3 separate regions of the Mus musculus genome follow, and all the other regions are linked to region 2. A link is a contact called in public promoter capture Hi-C data. All regions are on one chromosome and are shown on one strand. Each heading gives the region's core, a stretch centred on a gene start, on an enhancer-like site or on the middle of the called end of the contact. The rest is flanking DNA. Distances are from core to core; before and after follow the strand shown.

The links. Capture Hi-C pulls out chosen DNA fragments and counts their contacts.
Region 1: a contact with region 2 is called in a promoter capture Hi-C map of adipose tissue, with 3 times the contacts expected there. The contact joins the promoter of Mtch2 here to the promoter of Slc35c1 in region 2. A contact is called at or near these places in 1 of 39 promoter capture datasets (liver) and 2 of 9 other capture datasets (adipose tissue and liver).
Region 3: a contact with region 2 is called in a promoter capture Hi-C map of adipose tissue, with 3 times the contacts expected there. The contact joins the promoter of Celf1 here to the promoter of Slc35c1 in region 2. A contact is called at or near these places in 1 of 39 promoter capture datasets (pre-B cells) and 1 of 9 other capture datasets (adipose tissue).

The regions. Positions count from the first base shown.
Region 1 is chr2:90,845,720-90,850,736 of GRCm38.p6, forward strand. Mtch2 (mitochondrial carrier 2) reads left to right here and starts at 1,436. Exons shown (of 13, transcript NM_019758.3): 1 at 1,436-1,666; 2 at 3,652-3,736; 3 at 3,879-3,985. The coding sequence starts at 1,580.
Region 2 is chr2:92,456,781-92,461,227 of GRCm38.p6, forward strand. Slc35c1 (solute carrier family 35, member C1) reads right to left here and starts at 3,014. Exons shown (of 2, transcript NM_211358.2): 1 at 1,887-3,014. The coding sequence starts at 2,418.
Region 3 is chr2:90,938,450-90,943,182 of GRCm38.p6, forward strand. Celf1 (CUGBP, Elav-like family member 1) reads left to right here and starts at 1,948. Exons shown (of 14, transcript NM_198683.2): 1 at 1,948-2,192.

The sequences.
Region 1 (5,017 bases), core at 186-2,685, 1.6 Mb before region 2:
CTGTTTCTAAGTCATGTTGAGAACTGTGTTTAATTAAGAGCAACATGTAATTTTTTTAGAATAAAAAGCTACCATTTACTATTGCATTTTTGTTGTGTATGCCAGGCTAGGTCCATATTGCTTTGAGATAATGTTTTGAAGTGGATATTATTATACTTATTTGCTTAAAAGTTTTGAAGAGTTGGGATGACCTATATAAGGTCACACTGTAACTGGCAGAGGTAGACTTTGGATGAGGCCCATTGGACTTCAAAGCCCGTGTGCCTGACCTACAAACTGCCTCCCAATATCAGCTAGTTCTGGGCTGAATAGAAGGCCATATTAGGACTAACTTCTGTATTTCAGCCAATTTCTCAAAAACTCCATATATACAGTTTCACTTAATGTTCATAAAAATACACTGAGTTAGTTGCATTGTCCTTATATTTAGATACAAACACTAAAAAATTTAAAAAGGAAAGTGACACATGGATCCAAAAGGAAAGCCAGATTCCAAACTCGGTTCCTTGTTCATTCTCAGCAGTACACACTAAGTGCTTGCACTAAGTGGTGTCTGCTACAGAACAAAGGGGCCAGAGCTGGAGCAATGCCTTTTCTTCATTTTGCCTCTAACAGCCTGGGTAGCCCGATTGGCACTGAGCTTTAATAAATCTTGAGCACTGGTACATGCCAGGCACTGGGGGAAAATAGTGTACAAAGGCCATCTCGGTTCCTGAACCCAGAGTTGACACTCTCAACTGTCAAAGACAATTTCCCAGTGACAGGTGTCACAAGGCAACGGGTAGGAAATACGGATAAAATGGATTTCGAGTAGTCAGAGAAGACATGAAAAAAAAATTTTTTTTTTTGGTCAGTATGTCACCATGTAACCCTGGTTTACCGGGTATCCAGTTTGTAAACCAGATTAGCCTTGAACTCACATATCCACATTCCTCTGCCTCCCAAGTGCTGGATTAAGGGTCTGTGCCGCCACATCTGACCCCGAGGGGGCACATTTTGTTGTAGTTGCTTTTTCTTTCCAGTACTGAGGACTGAAAGCAAGGATGTCGGGAAGTGCTCTACCACTGAGCTAATGGTAAACGCAAAATCAGGGACCTGCAGAATTCACTGTTAAGCCAGACAGGATCTGTTGTTCATTAGACATGACAACTCTAACGGAAAACAACCATCAAACTTTACGTCGTCAAAGCCTGAAAGAGGATAGGAGTATAACTCAGTTCTTCCAGTTGTTAGTCCGCTGACCTTGCCTTTGCCGTCAGGGTCACCCCACCACCACCCCATCATTACCATTCCCTCCCTACTCCTTCCGGACACTTCCGGCTTGCGCAGGCGCAAGAGAAATCGCCTTTCCTAGAGGCGCGAGGAGCCCACGCCCAGACGCATGCGCGTCCCTCCCACAAGCCCCGCCCCAGGCGGCCCCTCGCGAGCGCCTGCCGTTTCTTTGGGCGGGCCGGTGGGCGGAGCCTAAGCGGGCGGCGCGCCGCGGGCGGGCCAGTGAAGCCGGCGCCCCCGACACGTGATCTGGAACCGGCTGTGTCGCTTGGTGACTCCGTCTGTCCGTCCGTCCGCGGGTGCCATCATGGCGGACGCGGCCAGTCAGGTGCTCCTGGGCTCCGGTCTCACCATCCTGTCCCAGCCGCTCATGTACGTGAAAGTGCTCATCCAGGTATGAGTCGTCGCCCTTTCCTTCCCCGCCCGCGTCCTGTCAGGTCGCCACCGCCCTCTGCGCCTTTGGGTTGGCTCTGCGTCCCAGGCCTTCACCCTCTCGAGATGCTGCCCTTCTCTCCCCTCAGGAACAACTTCCACGGCCTCGCGCCCCTCTCGGAGACATCCCGAGGCTCGCCCCGGGCAGGCCGGCTCCCTTTCTGCAGCCAACTGCCACCCTTGCCTTCCCTGGCCGGTGACTCTTCTCAACTTTGTTTTTCCTTTCCCTGATCCTGGCCGGTTGCCACCGAGGGCTTCCCAACCCTTTTCTTGTCGCCCCTCTGATACTGGCGTTCACCTCACCTCGTTCACTCCTCCTCAGCGAAATATCTCAAACTCGAGACGTGAAATAACTCATCTATGGGCAAATTTAAAATTCTAGGAAAGCCAACATCTTATTGTTCTTACTCGGTTTTTCTATTTGCTGTTTCTACTTCTATTCCCGTTCAGAGATTTTAACACCAGATACCCGGATATACACAAGGAGCGCATTGAGAAGTGATAATGAAATCAGATTTCCTGAGGATCCATTGAGCGCTTTCACAGTAACCCATGTGGTTCATGACAATGAAAATCACGTTGGTTAGAGCTGGAAATCAGTTCTGTTTAAACACTTTAGCGAGTTTAAATGTAACATCAAACCCCGGATGTCTCTCTTGCCTCCCTTGCCAATCTGCTATAAAATATTTCTAAAGTGGTCATTTATATTCATGGGTAAGGAGGCCTACTTTTAGCTGGTGATAGTATTTTCAATTGCTCTTCTAACTTTCCCTGTGCTGATCAGGGCCATTTTTAAGCATTTATTGAGGATTGCCATACCTCATGCATTGTGTGTCCTGGAAGGAAGCAGGCTTTAGAATCCCTGTCCTCAATGTTTACCATTCTGAAAAGAGAAAAAAAAAAAAGCAAGACTCTAGAATGGACTTCATTTTTAAATTGTTCTTCATACAAATTGTTGCTAAGTTGACTAATATAAGTGTAGATGTTGAAGCGCAGAGTGAAATCTGTGTCTAGAACAGAATTGACAGTATTTCGCAGTACACGTATGAACTCACTACTCAATAGTTCTCAAAGAACAGTGATTTTAGTGACATTCAGTGTTTTTGCCTCAACAATCCAATATCCTAAATTCTGATTTCACAATACCTCGTGCGTTGCCAAGTATCTCAGGAGGTTGATGAAATTCCCAAATACTACTTTAAAGCTGCACTTTCAGTGAGTTCAGAGAGGGGGTTTTAACTCAGAAGGAAGAATTGCAACAGTAGAGCCCAAACTGCCCTGTATTTTTTTTTTTAATCTCAAGTATCCCTTTGGCACTATAATCACTGAATATATTGTACAAATAAAATGGCAATCATTAATTTTTATGGCTCTGTATATTGCTAATGAGTCTGTACATTTAACGTGGACCTAAGTTGTAATTATTTTTGTAAGTGAATTACCCAGCTGTATGCATTTGCCTTTGTTGTCTAGTTATCCATGTAGGTAGGCATTTGACGATGGCTCAGTGAATATTTTATTTTGTTCAAATATGAAAAATATTGTAAAAAATATGTCAGCTTTATCGGTAAACTAGGCTTTCCTGACACAATGGTTTGTTTCCTTGTTCTGTTTTCAGTTTAATAATCTAGTCACATGGTTTACTCTATAGACTCAACTCAAAGGGAAAGTTGGAGTTTATTGAACCCAGTCTTAATCTATCCAGCAGAACAAAAGGCTGATAAGGATGATACTTCATCAATGACTTAAAAAAACTAAACTGCATTTTTATTTGTAAAAATTATGGGGCTGAGGAGGTAGCTTGCTGGCACTGAGCATAAGGATGGACATTGGGTCCATTTCAGCATCAAACAAACACATTTGAGCCTGGTTTTCTTTTTACAAGACCTTGTAGCCAAAGTATTCCTGGGTATTGCTCAGTGTTGATGCATTCCTTTGTTTTTAAAGGTGGGATATGAGCCTCTTCCTCCAACAATAGGACGAAATATTTTTGGGCGACAAGTATGTCAGCTTCCTGGCCTCTTTTGCTATGGTAGGTGCCTTTGATTTATCTGGAAGGGTTGACATTGAAGGTTGGAGTTACTAAAAGAAAATACACAGAAGGCATGTTGCCTTGAAATTTTTTGTAACCTTGTATTTGGACTGGAACCTAAATGTCTGACTTGTGTTCCTAGCTCAGCACATTGCAAGCATCGATGGGAGGCGTGGGTTGTTCACAGGCTTGACTCCAAGACTGTGTTCAGGAGTCCTTGGAACTGTGGTCCATGGGAAAGTCTTACAGGTAAGAGGAAAGCGGTGAATGTTCGCATATATCTTGGCTACCTTTTATGCGGTTTATTCCACTACAAAGAGCAATTTCAAAGATGTACTTATAACTCTGGCATGGCATCTCTTTCTCTTGAAAGACATTTTCTCTTTATTGATTAACTGAACGATTGAAGACAGTATTTCTCTGTGAAGCATAGACTAGCCTAGGTCTTGCTTAGTAGCCTAGGCTGGCCTTGAATTTGATTTACCTTCTGAGTGCAGAAATTACAAGTGGTGTCCACATACCTGCCTTGAAAATTTTTTCATGAAATACCTACTTTTCCCCAAGAAACAGGAAATTCATGCAGGTTGAAGTAATTGACTTTGATATATATGACCTTCTTCCTTTAAAACAGGTTCTGAGGAGAAATCAGAGCCATTCACCTATACAGTTTGTTATTTCTTAAACGTTTTCAATTTTTGTTTGTTGATTTATTCCAGAGAAAGCAAGCTGATTAAAACATAATTTTTTCTGGAGTTACTTTTTTAAATTTCTAATATTAGCTTAGTGACACATTTTCTGTAAGTATTGGAAAGAAGCAGAAGCCACTGCTGTGCATGGTGGTATATGCTTGGGATCCTAGCATTTAGCCAGTGGAGGAAGGGGGCTCAGGAGTGCAAGGCCTATTCAAGTTTAAAGTTTAAAAAAATAAAACTGATCAATGCAGGTAGTAACATGGTTTTGGAAGCCTCAGTCCTAGGGCTCCATGCTCCAATGGAATATGGTCTGATCCCAGGTCCCTCTCAGGGTTCCTCTGATTATACACACCTTGCTGTATGCTGGATCTCTGGTCCTGGTGCCAGCTGGTGTAGGTTGGTGGCATGGAGAGTAGTCATGGCAAGAAAAGTGGTCTCAGGCACATTGTGCAGGCTGGCCAGGGCCTCCTGTAGCTTCTGCCAGATGGTGGTCCCATTTAACTTAGGTTTGCTTCCAAGCACTCAGAGTGGTGAAATGCTGCAGTACCTAGGCAGCTTGGCCTGTGCATAACATATGCATCTACCCACC
Region 2 (4,447 bases), core at 1,764-4,263:
AAGCTGGAGAGAGGCAAGGTGGTGCTCCTGCAGCCCCAGTTGCCTGGGACTTGAGGGCAACATAGCAAGATGCTATCTCAGAACAAGGGCACCAGACTCTCCAGCCTCACAGGCACTTGGCTCAGCAGAGCCCACGGTGGGTTTCCCTGCACAGTCAGAGCACCCTGTACCTCCTGGTGGTTACCACTAGAGTCTAGAAGTGACTCCATTCTTCATTCTCAAGGTCCTAGACCCTAGAGGGGCTGTGAGCCCGACAGGCTTTGCAAAGTGCCGCATGTCTAGGAGGCCTTTCCAGAGATGGGCCTTCTCCACAGGAGGAAGGGAGGGGAGAGCCAAGAGATGGGGCCAGTAGTGGGGGCAGCAGAGAGCTCCACTTTCCCGTGCCACTTGGGCAGGCCGCCATGGGGCTCAGCTGCCTCACTATCAGCTACTTGTCCCTTTGGGGACCCGGGCTCAGGTTCTCCAGAGACTGTACCTTCCTGCATGTAAGTTCTCCTACTAGGAGGCCCATCCCCTCTAACGTTGGCAGGGCTGGTGGACTGAAGTGGGACCCCACGGTAGCTTGTAGGCTGGAAGGAGGAGTACCAGATCTCTTAGGGTATGTATGTGGGGGCAGTGGGAGGCATCCTGCCACTATCTGACCTCTCTCCGCCCAGACCCCTTAACCCTGGATCCAGGAGCTGCCCAACCAGGGCAATGTTTCTAGGGAAGACAGTACAGGTTGGCCTGGTCCCTACATCTAGAGCACCCAGCCTGGGCCTCAGAGACACCAGGGACATCTAAATAGGCCAAACAAGACGAACTAAAATCCAGAGCAGGTACAAATGAAGGTTGCTTTTCGTTCATTCAGGACTCTGAGGGGAAAGATGCCCTGGTCTCTGTAACCCAGCAGCCACTAAATTCATTCAAAGTGGCAAACATGTTCCCTAACACATGCTGTCCAAGCCAAGAGGCCCTTGCTCCATGTGACTGCCGGGCACTGAAAAGATGTTGGCGGAATCAGGACATAGTGGCTGCCGTTAAGGGGCCGGATGCTTCAAAGTTCCTGGGCTTTCATTTAAAAGCACATTTAGACTGTAGTGATAGTGTTGGTTTTCATTGCGCTAACTCCCAAGGGTCAGGAGCAAAGCAGACTGGCTTGAAACACAGGCCAGGGAGTATGACCAACTGGGGACTGCGTCCCAGACTATCTGCTTCTTAGTTGTGGGGCTGTGGCAAGGAGCGCAGCCTCTCCGAGCTGCAGTTTCACAGAGATGCCGCCACTCAGAGAGCTTATGGGTACAATAAAGAGGATGCTACAAGTGTAATGATCAGCACAACGCTCCTATCGGTAATTAATTACTTATGGTCACATCTGAGAAGGTAGTTAAAGCCTCTTAAAGCACACACATATTGACTGGACCACTGAAATGGCTCAGTGGGTAGAGGTACTTGTGCCAATTGTGATGACCTGAGTTCACCCTTGACCTCTTGAGAACAGTGGTGTGTTGGTCAAGAGTGTAACCTATGGAGGTAACTGCTTATGTGCAAATTTCTGCTACGTCAGTGATTACCTGTGTGATCCCAGCTACTTAGCTTCTCTGTGCCTTGGGTTTCTCTCCATAAAACGCAGCTATATTATACCTTGTAATGGGGATCCGTTACATTAACATGGCTCAAATGCTTAGCTAGATCTGAGTGTCTGGCTGGCTTTGCTGTAGTGTCTGCCTAACATTATTATGTTCACCTTGGCTGGATCCCTAACTTACTGAGTCACAGTAAGGAAGTTATTTGTTCTCTACAGGTCTCTCCCTATGACTGGTGGTGCAAAAGACCTGGGACAGATAATGAGTAATGTGGTATTGATCTTTACGATTCCTGCTCCCCACGCCCCCAGTCCCACTCACCAATGATGACGCCGCAGGTGAGCAGGGCATAGAAGGAAGTGGTCTGTTTGAGCAGCAGGTAGGAGAGAAGAACGTTGAACACGGTGGTGAGCGAGCGTCCCACGTTGTAGAAGGGCACCCCTACGTACTTGAGGCAGAGGTTATTGAAGGTTATCATGCCGATAAAGACCACTGACAGCGGCAGCACACTTCGGGCCACCTTGAGGTCCAGGTTTAGGGTGGGGAAGTCTACCATGCCGGGGCAGCAGGTGGCCAGAGTGCTGAGGCCCTTGCACAGCAGTGAGGTCACCAGGCATTGGTAGAAGGTGACAAAAATGGGGGTATCCAGCTGCAGGGAGGGGCTGTCCAGCAGGTACTTGTTGAGGAATACCATGGAAATGGAGGTGACCCAGTAGAGAGAGACCACCAGCGCGATCTGCAGAGCCCGGAGCAGAAATGGCTTGTTCCCGCTCTCTGACTCCTCGGAGACAGCAGAGACTCCAGTCAGCGCCATGCGCAGGATCCTGGACCGCTTCAGAGGCGCCCTGTTCATGGTGGCAGAAGAGCTGGGTCACCTTACGGCCAGAAGCAGTCCCTGGACTACAGGGCTTCAAGCAGCTAGGGTCTGTGGCTGCAGCCTTCAACTGTCACATGGGATGACCTATCGGTCCCCTCCTTCTTGGATGAAGTTCTGCTTCCGGATTTGCCGAGGTGCACCGCTCCTCATCTTGCTCGCTCCCGGGGCGGGGGAGGGAGGTGGTGTCACGAAACAAGACCCAGGGAAGGGAGAAGGGGCCTAACTAAGGATGTGGGCTTTGACAGCCATGGCCAGTTTGAGGACAGGGGACACGTGAGTCGCAGGGAGAAAGGAAGCGAGAGAGCGAAGGAAGGACGGAGCGGAGGAGGAAATAACTGGACGCGGACCGCGTGGGAAGCATGGGCTGCGGGAACCCCCGGAAGCACCCGCAGAGCCGAAAGGAGGGCGTGCTGCAGGGAGATCACCGAGGCTCAGGAAGGCGTCTCGAGGGACACGGACAGGGGCCTGACCGGAGCAAGGCCCTGCGGTTGCCACGAGCCGAATTCAAGTTCCGGCTCAGCGACGCGGGTCCCGGGCCACTTACCGAGCAGGGCGGGCCCTGCGCGCATTTCCTGACACGCCTACGAGCCGCCTTAAAGGGCCAGCTCGCAGGCCGTTGCCACTTCCCGCGGCCGTCAAGAGCTCCCCGGCAAGTCTGCACCTATGCCCACAGACCTGCCCTCTTCTTCCGGGAGTCCCCGGAGATCAGGGAAGGGTTTGCAAGTGCTATAGCCTCTCCCATTTTCTGGAAGGTTCTGTCATTCTCCCCTCCACCCGCACTATCTTTTCCCCTGATATCTTCAGATCGACCAGACTCGGTCAGGTGCATCTTCACCATCTACCCAGAAAATGGAATACCACCTTTCTGCTTAGGGAGACCCCCCCCCTCCCTCCGCCCAGCCCTTGCGCCCGGCTCCCCACCGTTGCACCTCCCTCGTCCCTCGAGCTCAGGCCACTCGGGAAGACCTTGTTGCAGTCCTCTCCTTTTTTCCTACCCCTATTTTCACCGCTTCCAGACCTAGTCAGGACATGAAGTCCCGGAGATCCAAGCAGCACTTCCAGAGGCGAGAAGCCATGTCACCTCCTCCAGATAAAGTCCATTCTGGATGCCCAGACCAAAGCCTCTGAGCTTCTCAATGCTGTATCCCCTTCCCGGGGCCCTTTCCCTTCCAGAACGTACCGTCCGTCCACCCGACTGGGCTCTGGTGTCCTGGCTGATGCAGGGACCTGGTGCTCACCCTCGGCGGTGCCCTCGGGTGCACCTGCAGCACCACCCTCGGCTGAACTTGCAACGCTGCCCAAGCCGCGCCCCCAGTACGACTTCCTGCCACGTCGGGCTTTGGGCAAGGTGGGGCGATTACCCACGGGAGCCCATCAAGAAAGCCTCTTTCCTTTATCTAAGGTCAACGCCATCTCCCACCCTCCACCCCAGCTAGCCTGGGACTCCTCCATTCTGTTACTGTCGTTTGGCGCATCCCTTGACAAGATGCATCTTTGGCCCTATGGGTCCAAGCTGGTGCTTCCAGAAGGGCGTGGTTGGGAGAACTGCGGATGCCGCCACTCCCCTACGAGAGTACCCTTCTCAGTCCCGGGAACCAGGCTTGAGTGGGCCATTAGCTCCAGGTCTTTTACACCTGGGCATCTGGAAGGGCTGACTTTTCTCTGGTTTCTCCCTAGCACCATTGTTGGACAGGCAAGTTTGCCCTAGGTTGAGCTGGTTTTATTATGGAAATGGCTAACACAGTGGGTTCCAGACTTATTGCTTATGTGGTTGGTTATAAAGATGTCTCGCTTAAAGTATTTCAATTACTATTTTATTAGTAGGGCCTGATGGTAAAGGGCTTGTAATCCCAATTGAGATAGGAAGATCAAAAGCTCAGCCGCGCAGTGGTGGCACACGCCTTTAATCCCAGCACTTGGGAGGCAGAGGCAGGCAGGCGGATTTCTGAGTTTGAGGCCAGCCTGGTCTACAGAGTGAGTTCCAGGACAGCCAGAGCTACACAGA
Region 3 (4,733 bases), core at 698-3,197, 1.5 Mb before region 2:
AGCCACCTAAAATACCAGGTGTGAAAAACCCAATGTATTCGTGAATCTGGTTGGATGCCCCCTACCCCACGTAGTCTGTGGAGTTTTGTCTTTAAAAGTTGTTCTGGGGCTGAAGAGATGGCTCAGCAGTTAAGAGCACTGACTGCTCTTCCAGAGATCCAGAGGTCCTGAGTTCAATTCCCAGCAACCACTGTAATGGGATGCCCTCTTCTGGTGTATCTGAAGACAGCTAGAATATATATAATCTTTTAAAAAGAAAAGAAAAAAGTACAGGAGCAAAAAGTTGTTCTGTTCTGCCCCTGACTGACATAGTTTTGGATCCTGAACCCCGCCGTCTCCCTGATATATCAGCCTTTGAATAAAGTTGAATAAAGAAACATTTTGCTGGCTCAAAACTTGGTTTTCATAGTGGATTATTCCCAAATTCTCAGACCCTAACAACGCAAACATTATTTTCATCATTATCCCTCCAATGAAATAAATTCTCTGCAGTAACCCTAACGACTCTTAGAAATCTTCCATTACCAGCAGGACTAATTTTTTCTCCTAACAGTTATTTTTTTTGCCAAGAGTCTTATTCAAGAACTAGTTAAAAATACCAGTGTTCCATCTTTCATAACCACTCTAATTTTTCCTAACGTATCCATCTATATGCAACTAATTCAAGTTACATCTCTAACTCCATTCCCATCAATCAACAACAAGAAGGTAGAAAACCAATTTGAAAATTGGAACGAACAGGCCGGGTGTGGCGATACACGCCTTTAATCCCAGCATTTAGGGGAGGCAGAGGCAGGCGGATCACCAAGTGAGTTTGAGGTCAGTCTCAGTAACAAGAGGGAGTTCTAAGACAGCCAGAGCTACACAGAGAAACTCTCAAAAAAACAAAACAAACAAAAAAAAAAAAAAACAAAAAACAACCAAAGCTTTACAGTACAATTTAGGTAATTTGATAATGAACAACCTAGGGGCTAATTGTTTTGATCTACATGATTGTTTGTGCCTCTAGCACAGGGGAAAACTCTTGGCTGCTGCTTGGGGCAGGGGTGGGGGCTGCCTTAGTGAGTGTGGTAGGGTAGGGTAGGGTATAACCGGCATTTGTGGATATATATTTTGCTTTAGGAAGCTAAGTGATAAAGAGAAATAATTGCCAACTCATGAGTAATTTGTAAATTGATGGAGCCCTGACCTCCCAGAACTAAGTTTTCTCAATCTGCATTTCATTGTCTCACATTTCACTGACTTTGTGTAATAAACAACACACTTAATGCGTGAATCCAGCTAGATGCAGGTTAGGAATACCGAATCCTAAAAGGGGGTGCTGGATTCGTAAAAAGTGTTTTAATTGTTATTTTTTTTCCCAAGAAGAGTAGGTTTGGACTGGGTAGTCTCTTAATAGAATACTTAAGAGCTTTCTGGTGCCGCAGGGATTTTTGCCAGATTGCGCATGCATGCAGTTGAACATCTCTGTACAGGCACTTCCCTAACTCTGAAAGCTTGCAACACACATTCCATCAGAAGGAAGGCCTGGATACAGTTGTCTGTATGCTGATGTGCAAAAAGAAAGGGTGTGCCCTGCGTCCAGTGTTAGCCAAGCACCCATCATTCATTCATTCATTCATTCATTCATTCATTCATTCATTCATTCATTCGATATTTATTATGTGTATTTTTCATTGCCAAGCTGCGTTGCTTGCCCGCCAGAGGTGCAGCTAGTGCGGTGCGCAGAGGCAAGAACTTCAGATTCCCAGGCCGGGGTCTTCCCTCCAGTGCAGCTCTGAGACAAAGAGATGCACCCCTACAGCTCCCAGGGCTGAGGGCTCCGCCCGCGGCCCCCAGGGTTTCAGAGCGACTGCTCCTTCACTCCCCGGCCGGAGGGGGCGCTGCAGCGCCGGCCCTCCGCCCGCCCCTGCGCGGCGCTCGGCTCGGCTCGGCGCTGGCGGGCGGCGCCGCGGTGGTACGTTCCCCTTCGCCGCCCGCCCCCTCCGCGGCGGCCCTCCCCGCCGGTGGTAGGTGCCGGAAGTGCCGCCATTTTGGGGTGTTCTGCTCTGGCGGCAGCGGCAGCGGCAGAGGCGGCGGCGGCGGCGGGACGCGGAGGCTCCCCCGGGATTCGGCCTCAGCAGCGAGGCAGCGGCGGCTGCGGAGGAGCAAGGCAGCAGCTGAGGCAGCGGCGGGCTCAGGTGCAGCCGCTGGTGAGTGCGGCGGCCGCAGGATAACGGGCCGCGGGATGAAGGGAGGGAAAGAGAGGGAGGCTGGAGGGAGGCGCCGCGGGGCGGGTCAGGTTCGGGCGGCTACGGGTCACAGGGCCCTCCGGGTGCGGTCGCTCCCGCTTCCCCGCACCCCGGGGACCAGGCCGCGGACTGCTCGGGACTCGGGGGCCCATTCGCGTCCGCCCGGCGCGTGCCCCTGCTCCCAGGGAGACCCGCCCTCCTCGTGGCCTGGCCCCGGCTCCCTTGCCCTTTGCCTCCACTCTCCCGGCCCCGAGGGCTTGCTTCCTGCACCGCACCCGAGTCCTCCTCTCCGGGTCCGCTGGGCGAGATCGCGGCTGTCTACCCGAGACGCCGCTTCCCTGACCCTGTCGCCCCACGTGTTCTTCGTGCCCACCCCCGGGGGTGTCCTAGATTCCCGCCCCTAGAAGGCAGCGCTCCTCTCGATCCTCCGGAGCTCTTGCAGTTCTCGCCCTGGGGCCGCTTTGGCTCGCCCTACCCCCCACATCAGGTGCTCGCTCGCCCAGTCAAGGCCTAGTAGCAGGGCTCGAATCTCGCACCCAGGAGCGGGGACGGCTCTGGAGGGTGCCTTCTTCGCTAGGTCCCAGGCTTTGGATTTAAAGTCGGTAGTGGTGTCTCGGTTGTGGTGGTTCTGACAGGATGTTGTTTTAATTTTCTCCGACCATTGCATATGCTTTTTAAGGAGCTTCTCATTGGTTTAGAGACTGATTCCGGGGAGAAAGTGTGAGATTTTGGTCAGAGCTTGGTTTAGCACAACAGAATCTCTTTCTGGTGCTCAGAGTTAATGCTGTATATAAAAGCTGTTGAACAGTTTTAAAGAGCATAGACTCTGTTGATAATGTCTGCATTGTTAGGAGGTTACAAACACCCTTTGCACACACTTAAAAGGAACTTAACCTTTAAAAGATCTCTTCTCTGTCTTCTAGTCTCTGAGTTGAAGAGGTTTGAATTGCACTTTTTCACTTTTTCCAGTTTGTTTCTTTTTAGATCCTTAGAATGACGGTGTCTTCAGATGGAATTGCTTAGAGTTCTTTTTGGTTTTGGCATTAACAAGTGTACTTGGAAAATCATGGAGGTTAGAATGGACCAACTGCAACGGCACTGATTTTTTTTTTCTCTCTATACTAGTTTTTATATTAGTAGTTTTATTGCCTGAGAGTGTGGTTTCTGATCATGACCTAGGGAGGATTGAAAGCCATGCTTATGGTAAAGCAAAGCTGGGATTTGCAGCTGTTACTTTAGCTGGCAAGCTTATGAGTTCTCTTGGTTTCTTCTTCTCCACCACCTGTTTCTCTTAAGAATGGCTCTTGGCTCCAGAGCCTACGTCTCCATCCTCTCATTCATTCTTACCCTTTGGGTTTTCTTTTCCCAAGGATCCATTAGCAAGAGGGGCTGTTACAGTTGAAAGGGTTGCTTTTTTTTTTTTCTTCAGTGCTTTGGCTTTCTCACAAAGGAAAGTGACTTATTTGCCCAAGGTTATTATAGCAAGTGCTTTTAAAACATCTCCCACCAAAGGTTTGCTTGCTTTGCCTTTGTAAAAAAAAATTCACAACACTATCACACTATCATGAGCAATGATGCAGATTTAAGATGTGATGGAATGGCAAGGGCTCTGGGCTTGAAGTTAGAAAATCTACACAATTTTCAAATCTTTTTGCAGTAGGTTACTAGTTGGTCAAGTCATTCTTTTATTATGATCCTTGTTTTAATCTCCACAATCCTCTAGAAATTGGTGTCCATTAGTGTTAGTTAACCAATGATTGTACCTGTGGGCTGCTGGGCAGATAGTGAAAATTGGAGCCAGAATGACTTATGTTCTAAAGATGTCTGCATACTTTTCTTGTTACAGAAGTTGCAGATTCATTATAAAACATACTGGTAATTCAAATGGGAAAAAAATCTTACCTTTCGGAGATTGTTGTTAAAATGGGTGTGTATGTGTACAACTTTACCCTGTGGGCCCCTCCAACCCCCCCAAGACAGGGTCTTCCTATGAAGTCCTCACTGGCCTACATCCCAAGTGCTGGGATTACGGTGTATACTGCCGCATCTTTCCAACTTTGTCTTCATCACTTTAGCCTTCTTTTGTCAGTGTGTGTTCTTTTGTGTTACTGGGAATGCAGCTCTTGGCCTCCCACAGTTGATAGGCATGCTGTCTTCCACTGAGTTTTTTCCCTAGTCCACATCCTTTTCTTTTTTTCCTAGGGGTAGGATCTTCATTTTCTACAGCTCAGGCTGACCTTGAAATTCCCTGTAATTCTACCTCAGTTTCCCAAGTGCTGGACTACTGGTCTATGCCACCATGCCTGTCTTGTACATGGTGGAGAAGCATTTATTATTTACCAAAGTAGACTTATCCTAATCAGCTTGGTTGTGTTGTCCCCTTCCCCCATCTTGAATTCCTGACCTCTTGCCCCGTCTCATAAGTTATAGAAAAACAAGTGTGTCACTACGCCTGGCTGTGATGTAGCTTTAATAGTAGGTGGTAGGCTTTACTAGCCATGT